Linked DNA regions of Mus musculus: region 1 is linked to region 2. Evidence: chromatin contacts called from public Hi-C data. All regions are on one chromosome and are shown on one strand. The core of a region is the stretch at or near the end of the contact, and the rest is flanking DNA. Distances in the headings are between cores, read along the strand shown. Region 1 has its middle 60 kb from the start of Gm46687. Region 2 has its middle 34 kb from the start of Gm52427.

What was found. Hi-C and Micro-C count contacts between places; a contact is called where the count stands out from the background.
Region 1: a contact with region 2 is called in a Hi-C map of the N1E-115 cell line, with 9 times the contacts expected there. The contact joins two enhancer-like sites. A contact is called at or near these places in 1 of 39 promoter capture datasets (liver), 2 of 484 Hi-C or Micro-C datasets (the N1E-115 cell line and muscle stem cells), 3 of 115 datasets of contacts at active chromatin or transcription factors (embryonic stem cells, fetal liver and stem cell-derived neural progenitor cells) and 1 of 9 other capture datasets (liver).

What each region holds. Positions count from the first base shown.
Region 1 is chrX:12,149,572-12,154,638 of GRCm38.p6, reverse strand. It overlaps a transcript of Bcor not described here. Among named protein-coding and RNA genes, the nearest start is that of Gm46687, 60 kb to the right of the region's middle. Within about 2 kb of position 2,813, at least 84 of the 459 cell types and tissues checked have an H3K27ac peak or open chromatin away from gene starts, as enhancers often do. A contact at or near this core is called in the N1E-115 cell line, where this site is marked.
Region 2 is chrX:11,926,373-11,932,167 of GRCm38.p6, reverse strand. No RefSeq gene overlaps it. Among named protein-coding and RNA genes, the nearest start is that of Gm52427, 34 kb to the right of the region's middle. Within about 2 kb of position 2,512, at least 34 of the 459 cell types and tissues checked have an H3K27ac peak or open chromatin away from gene starts, as enhancers often do. A contact at or near this core is called in the N1E-115 cell line, where this site is marked.

The sequences.
Region 1 (5,067 bases), core at 1,564-4,063, 220 kb before region 2:
CTCCCCCTCTGTGAGAGTTAACACTACCTCTGCCCTCCTTAAGTAGATTGAAGAGGCTGGAAGTATTAAAGTGCTTTGCAAAGGCAGCTTGGCCCGTCCATTTCGCTGTGGTCAGGGTCTCTCCCACACATGGAAGGCACCAGAGCTTTGTTAATTAAGAAGTAGAACTAAGACCACCCCCCCCCCATCCCTGCAAGGCTATGGAAGATACAGTCAAGCCCAAAGCACGTTCAGACCAGGAATCCCCACCCCTTTCTTTTACATCACTTCGAATTAAGTTTCTGAAGAATGGGCGAATCTTTGGAATGCTCTAAGAAAAATTCACCATTAAAATTCGAGGTTAATGAGAACGAAAATAGTCCTTTAAAATGGATTAAACCACATTTTAAGACAAGAACCGGAAGAATATAAATTCAAAGTAGCTTCTTGGCCTTGTCCCCCTAATGTAGGTCTGGAGAGCAGATGCTGGTAGATAGCCCACCCACCACACACACACACACACACACACACACACACACACATACACACACACAATCTGGGACCGGGAAGTAGGACTTGACAGATTTGAACAGCAAGGTGATGTAGGTCTGCTGGGCGAAGACCAGGAAGCTAGGCAACGACTTGGCTTAAAATGAATATGAAAAGAAAGACTTAGGCCTGCTGGTGTTTCCTGGAGGCCTAGAACTACTCAGAATGGGGAGGTGAGGGGTGCTCTGTAATCTTCCCTGAAGGATTCAAGCAATCCTACTGGCCTGGGGTGGTGGCCAGGTGCAAAAGGGATAAAGGCCTAGGCAGAGCTTTAACCCAACCTCTCTAATTTGGCGCGGGGTGGGGTTAGAGGTGATGTAGTGGAGAGTCTCTGCTTGAGCTCCACGGGCCTCCCTCTCACTTCCTTGGCTACGCGCGGCCTCTGGCTAGGACTAACCAGCCTCCAGCTCACTGTCCTAAACCCTAAGCCCTTCCCGCCTGGATGCCCAAGCTGGATCCTCAGGCTTCCCCGTGCCTGGCAGCCTCGGCTCTTCCCCTTTGTGATTTAACCGAGGTTCAGAAAGCTTGTTTACCTCGGCAGCCTTGGGCGACTCGGTCTGCGGAAAAAGCCCCTAGGCCAGCGCCGACCAGTAGGGGGGGATTGTCTTATAGATTATTTTTCCTCCTGGTTTTTGTTTTGTTTTGTGTTTTTTAAACCAGAAGGCGAGGTTGGAGAGGGGGCGGGGTGGCGTGTTGCTGCTGTTTTCGAGAGCACTGTATTTGAAAGAGAAACAAAAGCCGTTTGGGAGGTAGCAAGGCTGTTTTTACATATAAAAAAAGTGCAATGAATACCTAGGGCCCCCAGCAGTGATAAACTAAACGCTCGGCGGATTTCGACTATTAGCAGTTAATCTGTTATCTGCGGTCACCAAACAAGTTCTAGGGCTCGGAGGATGCCGAATTCCTGTTCCAATTGAGCCGGGATCTGTTGGGCACATCCAATGCCCATAGTTTCTTCCAGTGCAAATCCAGTTTTGGAGAACTGGGTTTCCCAGATGGGGCACTGATTTGAGGTCTCATTAGACTCTCTTAGGCAGTCAAAGATCTGCTTGCATCGCCGCTCGAACTCACGTCCTGCCTGTGATTCAGAAGTGTGTTTAAAATGGTTACACACACACACACCCTTAGTTTCTCAGGCCTGTCAATTTTGCACGTAGTAGGCCTCCAAAAATATTAGCAATGTACGATAGAAACTAAAGTGAATCTCTGGGCCTGGAAGACAGACTGATACACAGCCTCGTCCTGGGAAGACTATTGGGGTGCCCAGATCTTCCCTTGGGCCGCTGCAGCCTGCGTTCATCTTCGGCCTCCGCGGGCCAGGGCGGGCGGGGTAGGCCAGAAGGCACTAAGCGCCTGGAGCCTGCACGATGATAAATATTGCGCAGACAGCCCATAAATAATTTGCATTATGTTCAGCTGACAACGCAGGGCGATTAATTTTAATAGCTACATATTTGCCTGGGCTGCTGCTTTCGTAGGCCCGGTAATGAAAGGCGAGAGGCCGCCCTGGCTCCGTGCTCATGGTCCCGGAAGGCAGCCGGGAGGAATGGGAAGAAGGCCCGATGCGGTTTCTCCTCCAGGCAGTCCCCAGGGATCCCGGGTTCCTGCCCCTCTCCCCCCCCCCCCACCCCGGCCCTCTCCTCAGTGTAGAAGTGGGGTGCGTGTGAAGCCCAAGTAACCCCGAGGCCTCAAGCAACAGGAGCCACCATAATGACGCTGCAATTTGTCTGGGTTGGGATAGCCACTTGTGGAAGGGAGATCCTGCGGGGGGCGGGGGGACATGCTCTCCACCCAGACCAAACCCCGAGTGAATTCAGGGGTGTAGGGGGTCACAGTCCGCTTTGGTCCTGGGGAAGTGCTGGTATTTTCCAATGCGCCTGCCTATTTGCCAGTAGATCTTTAGCTTGGCGAGGGCTTTGCCGACCTCAGGGCAGGAGCAAGGGGCAAAACAAAGCCGTGGGGTCCGCGTATCCTGACCTCTTTTTGGGTTCAGAGTCCTCTCTGCCCATCCCGCACCCGGAGGGAACCCCCACCCCCATATTACTGGCCGCAAAGGCCCATGGAAAGGATGGAAAGAAAGGGTCCCGAGCAGCTCTTTAAAAGAGGGGGCGGGGAGGAGAACGCGGTGAGCCAGGCCACAACAGGGCAGCCGCCGCAGTCCCGCGGTGGCCCGGTGCGTGCGTGTGCGTGTCGATGTGTGCGTGTCGATGACAAAGCCCCGCTGCCGTCAGCAAGCTCCCGGCTGCTCGAGCGTGGGTGGGGGAGGGGAAGAGAAAGTAGTAGGGGGTGGAACCCTCGCTCACGTAGGTAGCTGAAGCTTCTCTGGAGAAAGAGTTCATTCATGAGCCACAGGAGTCTCCCCGGCCCGGCCAGGTGGAGCTGGCTAAAGCTAGCACCTGTTTTATTTATTTGCCTTTTTGGAAACAAGCAAGTGCATCGATCATTACCATATTTTAATTGCCTTTCTCAAAGGTCATCTCTAATTATGGGTTACGAGAAGGGCTGGCTAAGGGGTCTGCAACCCCTGTGTGTGTGTGTGTGTGTGTGTGTGTGTGTGTGTCCTCTGAGACAATGCTCCTAGCTCAGATCGAAATGCCATTCCGAGGGTGTCCGCGAGCGCCTGCAAGACTGTCACGACGTGCTGGATCCACGCAGACCCTGCTGCGTGCACAATAAAAGCCGAGCAGGCGGCAGAGGGCCGTGCAGACCCACGGGTTTTCTTTTTAGAAACGGTGGTGCGAAGAGACTTGACAATAATAACACGCAGCAGGATTAAACCAGGGCGGGAAGAAGAAAATGCATTTTCGTTTCTAGGACTGAGAGGGTGTTTAACCCATCCGATCCCCCAAGAGCTTTTTTTATGCACACACAGAGACAGGTGCGGGACACACGGTGGCTTGGGACAACCTATTTTTCATATTAATCTCGTCCCTTCTTTAAGAATGGTTGTTCATTACAGTGTGAGCGAACGTTTGTAATGTTTATTCTTTTGTTTTATGGAAAATTATACCAGACTAGCTGAAAAGAAAAAAAACCGGTTGAGGTGAGGTTTTTTTTTTTTTTTTTCTTTTCAAAAGTGCGTTTTTAGGATGCTTCCTCCTCGCCCCCTTCATTTTAAATCATTTTCAGAAACTCTTGAGGCAAAAGGCTGTACTCAGAGGGAGCAGGGCAGAGGGGGTCTCAGGTTCTTGGGACAGGATTGAAGCGGGTAGAAATCAGGAAAGAGCTGTTGGGTAGAGGTGGGCACCCGCCACCCCAGCTTGGCTTTCTCAGAAGAGCCTGGCATTTGTGAGTCACCAGCCTGTTTCTGGGAATGCCGCTTGCTAGAGCCAGGGCCTGGGTCAGGCGTCTTGGAGAGTCGGAGGGTCTTGACTGCCTCTGCTTCCTGCCTGCCCCCACACCTGGCCTCCTGGCCTCACCAGCAGCCAGCTCTGCTGGGAGGAGGAAGGCAGAGCCAGATGACTGGTCCAAAGCCCCAGAGACCGCCTGGCTTTCTCCTCCCCTGTAATCATAACCAGATGCACTTAAACGCCTTTCATCAGAGGAAGCCCAAAGCCCTTTAACAGGCAGCAATGAAAACCTTGCAAGGGCCTCTCAGCATGTGTGCCGGGGGGCCCCTGAGCCCATTTCTCAACCAAGTCAGCCTGAGGTTGCCAGAGTCTAAGCTTTCTTCTCCTGTACCTCGGACCTCGGAGGCCTAATAAGTTACCCAATCAGGTCAGTTGGGGGGGGGGGTGAGGAGGCCAGGGCTGCTGTTAGGTGTGTGGGTACAGACCCCATAGAAAGAGAGGCATACAGGGCAGCCAGCAGCTAGCACTGAGGCTGTGAGTGGCCATGTAAGGTGAGGTGTTCAGGACATTTCCAGAGGTACTCGAACTATCTCTCTATGCCACTGCTCCCTGCTAAGCTCTACAGAGTTTAATACTTGCAAGAGCAGCAACTATTTTATTTGTCTGTAGACCTGGCACAAAGTAAGCCATTCAAATGTTTGGGCGATCACAGCTGTGGTGGGAAAGCAAGATATATTTAGGTTTGACATAAGAGCTCTGCCCCAAACAGTGTTTAATCTCCCGGGACCTCGGTTTCCTCATCTGTAAAATGGGCATGAGAATGTCTATGTTCACAAGGTTAGGAAAATATCAGATGAAGAAATTGCACAGGAAGTTCTAGGAAGGTCATAATAAACTCTCAGTATCTACCCTGGCTTTGTCCTGTAAGGATAGTGAGGACTGGGTGTCTGGAATGCAGCCCTGGGGAAGGGGCAGGGATTGTAGCCCTTGGCTGAGTCTGAGTCTTGCTGGCTTGGAGTTTGAATTAGAAGAAAGGATTGCATATAGGACTGGTGGTTTAGTAATGGGTGCTTTGGGGCCCACTTATTGGTTTGGGGGTGTGCTTTAGCTAGGACCACCAGAAAAGGAGGAAAGAGAGGGGAAAGGAGGAAGAATTGTTTCCAAATGTGCATCCATCAAGTATGGTGGCTTATGGTGTAATCCCCACACTACATGAGCTAACCTGGGTTATATAGTGAGCGCCAGGTAC
Region 2 (5,795 bases), core at 1,263-3,762:
GTCCTGGCATGTGAGTACCTACTATGCATCCTGTGAACCTTCAGATGGTCCTGGCCCTGAATCACCAAGCCTTCAAGTTCAGGCTCAGGATTCCACAAATCCAGCCCCACTTGCTTTTCTCCCAGTCTCTCCTAACCCCCTCCATGACTTCCGAACAAACCTGGAACCCATCTCCATACCTCAGAATTCCAAGTTCTGTCTCGTTCTACTTGTCTCAACAGCCTCTCTATCTCTCTGTCTCTCTGTCTCTCTCTCTCTGTTTTTCTCTGTCTCTCTTTCTCCTCTCTTTCTCTCCCTCTCTCTGTTTTTCTCTGTCTTTCTCCCCCCCCCCCCCTCTGGCGGTCATCTGTTCTTGCACATGTACCCTTCCAGTCTGTTCTCCACAGTGCAGCGAGAGGGACGTGCCGCAGCCAGCAAGCCAGGCAGATGCAATTAGTCACTCTCCCACGATTGCCCTCCAGGACCTCGAGTGCTAGCACTATTTCCCCTTCAAGCTGCGTGGCACCTCCCTCCGCTCCACCTCTAGTCTCTGTGCAGGCTCTGCTGCTGGAGAGAAATCTACCTCAGACTCAGACAGCACTGCAGTATGCAGAGTGGGGACCATTTGTTTCTCATCACTGATGTTTACAGCCTGAACTAGAAGGCTTGGTGATTCGGGCTAGGAACATCTGAGGGTTCACAGGATGCATGGTGGGTACCAGATGTGCTGAAGACCAGGACCTTTATTGGAGTATACATCAGCCCTCTGTGCTTGTTTGGCTTCAGGCCAGCGCCCCACCCCATCTTTCAGAGACATGGTCTCACCATGTAGCTCTGGCTCTGGCAAGCTTCTTCTGCCCTGTGTCCTTTCCCTTGTTCTCTGGGATCTGCTACTTCCCACCACTTCTTGAAAGCCTCAAGCCTTTTCAGTGAGTTCTTCTCCCATTCCTCTCTTTGGCTAACTCCAGCTCTTGGCTAGGATGTCACTGTCTGCAAAGGGTCCCTCCTGGTTGTACACATTGAGCATCTTGAATCCCCCAAATTCAAAATGCTCCCAAGTCAAAACCTTCATGTGATGGGTTTTGAGCTGTGATGGGCTGCAGCCAGCCCCAGCTGAAAGCGCTGTCTAAAATTACTTTGAAGCTACATGGACAAATTGTATCGGAAACATAAGGGAATTGTGAGCTGAGGCTTAGTTTCCATCTCCAAGATATCTCATTACACACATGCAAACCCTAACAAATCCCATATATGAAACTCTGGTTCTCAAAGCTCTGAACAAGGACCCTCAGTCTGTGTCCTTTCCTGGTTTCCTCTGCTGTCACCCACAGTGCCTCTGCAGCTTTTATTCTGGCTGTCTTGTGTGACTGCTTAGTTTCCATAATAAGAAACCTCATGAGCTGGGGCAGCCAAAGTTGCTTGATTCTTTGCAGTATCGTCAGAGTTGATGAAGGCGCTAGAATAAACTCCCAGAATCTTCAGGCTGTTTTCCAAGAAGGTTGTGATTGGTTTGTGTAGAATCATCAACCCTGGGCCTTGGGGGAGGGGAGGCTTGTGAGCAGAGGAGATGGCCGGCTCAGGCGTGTCTGACCTCTGGCCCTCAGGCCAAGTGTTGCCGCCTGGGATGGAGGCTAGCTAAGAATGGGCCCCACACAAAATTGCAAACCTACAACATGAGGTTTTCTTTTCTGTTTTTAGCTCCATCCATGGCTTGTGAGCATAAACTTTGTATATGACAAAATCCTGTCACAATGGCAAAAGACTGGACATACCTGCTTCATGGACTATGGTAGGCTGTGTGGCTTCTTCCTTCTCCAACTTTTATTTTTGTGACAGGGTCTTACTATGTAGATGAGGTTGGCCTCTAATTCACAGTGATGCTCCCGGCTCTGACTCCCAACCTCTTCAAGCTCAAACCCACCAGCCTCGGGTGTCATCATCTGCAGGATGAAGCTGGCGGGGACTACAGGAATGGAGGAAATGACACAGACATAGAAAAGCTGAGGCTGCCTCATATCTGCTTTCTGACAGAGATGTACCAGTAGCAACCTGGAAACCTGGCCATTTCTTATACAAAGCAGGAAAACAGAGGCAAGGGTTAGCTAGAGGGGGTTTCTGTACCGGTAAGTCTCAGGCCACGGTCATCTGGGAGGAGTTTGGTACTTTCTGCAGACACTATCAGGAAGGCTTCCCTATTCCCAGGGAAGGCCTTGGCGTTCCCAGGAGTCTGATGCATTGGGGTACGTGAAGTGGCTCCTCACACTGGAGCTTTTGAAGGCCAGGTCAACGGCCACGATACAGGCACACAGGCTGGCCAGAATCCCACATGCTCCCAAGGTTTCAGAATTTTTTTTTTTTTTAATCTCCCCTGGGTTCCTCACATGCTTTGGGTAGCAAAAGAGGGGGCCTGAGGATCAGGAAGCAAGTGATTTCTCTAGGATGACGGCTGCCTCTGTCACTCTTCGGCTTCCCCAGGGCCTGGCCTTATTAGGATGCCTCCATCCTGAGTCAGGCCGGAAGTTGCTCGCTCTGGTGTAATTACATTAAGCATCCAGGACGGTGATGTGGGGACAGCTTGCCGCAGTGTTTTGCAGGGCAGTCTGCATTCTTTGGTGTCTTGGTCAGCCTGGCTTCACAGTCTGAAGCCTGCATTGCTGGGCTGGGCAGAGGGACAGGTTCCCCTTGCCAGCTCAGGTCTAACTGCAGAGTTCTCTAGGCCAGTGAGCAGCCAGAGCCAACCCCTGATTGCCTGAATCCTCCTGCAGGGCAGACAGCAGGAACCTGTGTGGGAAGGCAGGCAGAGCACCCTTCTCAGCCTGCAGGGGTACAACTCTGAATGGGGGGCATGGGCCTCTTAGTCTGCCCCTTGCTCTCCAGACTGACTAAGCTGTTTGTGTTTATATACACACAGCTGCTCTTGGTGTCTATGTGTAAACCTTTCTTTCACCTTAAATGTTTAAAAATAACATCATTTATAAGCAATGCCAAGTTAGCCTTAGGACCGAATCTCACACCCCATACCAAAATAAATACCAGTTGAATTAAAAAAAAAAAAAAAAGCAAGACAAAGCCTGAGGAGATGAGGAGATGGTTCCCTGGGTAAAAGTGCTTGCTTTGCAAGCATGCGGACCCAAGGTCAGATGCCCAGCATCCATGCAAAAGCTGGCGTGGTGATATGTGCCTGTAACCACGGGGCTGGGGGAGAGACGCGAGAGACATGGGCACAGATGGGTCCAGAGGCCTTCTCAGCCAGCTAGTATAACCAATTGGTGAGTATCGGGGTCTGTGAGAGACCATGTCTGAAAAATTTAGCTGGAAGGCATTAAAGGCAGACACCTGATGCCAACTTCTGGCCTCCACATGCACCCGCACGGGAGGAACACCATTGCCACACACATGCACGCACACACATACAATGCAGACCTAATAAGAAACATCTTGAAGAATGAACAAAAGCCGTTTTGAAATCTCTTAGTAGACAATTAGTTGAGAGGGTGGCATGGATCACTGGCGTTTTCTTAAAAGATGCCCACCTCACCCATAAGCAGAGCTAAGTATAAACGGGGCAGTAACGTGATGCTGATTTCCCTTACGTTTGCAGAAGAAAAGTATTGGAGGAGGCAGAAAGGGACAGACAGTGGCGATGTGAATTGGAACAGCGTCTTTGGAGAACAATTCGGCCATATTTATACGCATTTAAATGTGCTTTGAGCCGATAGCCCAGATTTCTACTGTTAAGGTAGACCTGCCCCAGCACTCAGGGTTTCCTGCCATCACTTTATGCCCTCAAACTGGGAACAGTCTTCATGCTCAACAGAAGGGGGGGGGGGTTAAATAAACAAGGCGTATCCAGGTCATGAAATACTGTAAGATGATTGAAAAAATAACATAGACAGATACGGAATATTCTCCAAAGAAATGAAGTGAAAAAAAATCCAATTGTAAATCCATATGTAGAGCACGAACACATTTATGTACAATAGGCCCCTGTGTGGTCAGGCGCCGACGGACTCCCCAGGGAAGAAGCAGTATCTGCAAGTGAAGAAAAAGGAAGCGTCACCTTTTGTTCGTTTCCTTTTTTTCCTGGGAATTGTTTGATTTTTTTTTTTTTTTTTGTAAATAAGCACAGTTTGCTTTGTGAATTAAAACAAGACAACATTTAAACCCGTTCCAGAAGCAAGGCCTCCCCTGTGAGAGGCTAAGGCGACACAACCAGGGTGGATGGTTCTGCTTACAGGATGGGCTTGGTTTGCTACACCCGCTCTTAACGTCCCTTTTTAAAAAAAAACGGGATCTCACTCTAGAGCCCAGACAGACCTCATATTCATGATGCTCCTGCCACAACCTCCCAATATTGGGATTACAGGCAGCACTATGCCTGGCTAGCGTTAAACCAAAACCAAAACAACAATAACCACACACACAAACACTTTTAACAGATTCTTTTTCTGAGACAGGGTCTAATCTCAGACTGGATGGATGTTGACGTTGAACCTCTGGCTCTCCAGCCATGTGCTGCTGGGCTTGGACTCAGATCCTCATGCTGACTGCATCACTTGCTCAATTGCCTGTGTTCTTAGGCTTCACCGTATCTCAGGCTGGACTTGAACTCACAGTCCTCCTACCCCAGACTCTCAGCCTTGGAGACCACAGGATCCACGTTTTGGATTCAGAAGACAGGAAGCTGTCTTAAATTTGAGGAGGGCTTGCCGGGAGCCAGAGTTGAAGAGAAGACTGGCTCCCTTTGGGGCTTTGGGATTTCGCAGTTCTCCAGACCTGCCCTTGTCCCCAGTCCCCACCTAGCCCACCTGCAGCCCTCAGCCCCTTTTACATTCCCACAGCTGCTCACTCCTCATTGTTCAGGAACAAAGGCAGTTTAGGTTTTTGAAAACCAAGTACAAATACACTACCCAGAAGCCATCTTGCTTGTAAATGAGCTGATGGCTACCGGCCCCTGGGGTGGGGGTGGGGGGTCATTCCAGGGCGGGTGGCAGCAGGGGGCTCTGGGGACAGTTTGGCTGGAAGGAAAGCAGGGCAGAAAGGTGCAGCAGGATGCAAACAGTGGGTGATTTATGATGTCAATAAACACAGCGGCCTCGCGCTGAGCGGTCCCCTCAAGATGTGTCTGAGCACAGTGCAGGCAGCATCTACAGCAGCATCTACTGCCTGCCTGTGCTAGGCTACAGCCTGGATGCCCAGTGAGCTCAGGAGCTCTGCATCTCTCGGTTAGGATGTAGGGAGAGGCCCCCATTCTTTCTGGGGGACAGTAAGAAGATATGCTGGCAAAGCAGGTAATGCAAGTGGCTAAGCTGATGAGCAGAAAGGCTTGGCTTTCTCTTGGGGACAGGGCCCAGGATGCACAGGAAAGAAGCAGTGGATAGAATTTACCTTGACCGTGGTCTTAGGGCTTTGAACTTCAGAAAGTTATACCCGGTCTCCTCACTAAGATTGTGGGGAGCCCAAGATATCAACATTTCTCTTTTTTATTTTAATTTTCTGATATTTATTTATTTATTTGTGTGTGTGCGCGTGTTTTGGCGTATATCATGGAGGTGTGTGTGTAGGTCAGAGGACAACTTTCATGAGCCTGTTCTTTCCTTTTACCTTGTGGGTTCCAGGGGTTGAGCTCAGATTGGCAGGCTTGACCTTTGTCAAGGTTACACCTTTATCCACTGGGCCCTCTCTATGGCCAGCACTTCATTTATTAGTGGGGCCAGGTATGTGTGTGTGGGGGGGGAATCTGGGGAACTCATGCATGCTGTCAAATGCTCTACCACTGAGTTACAGTCTGAGCTCTTTTACATTTTAAGACAGGG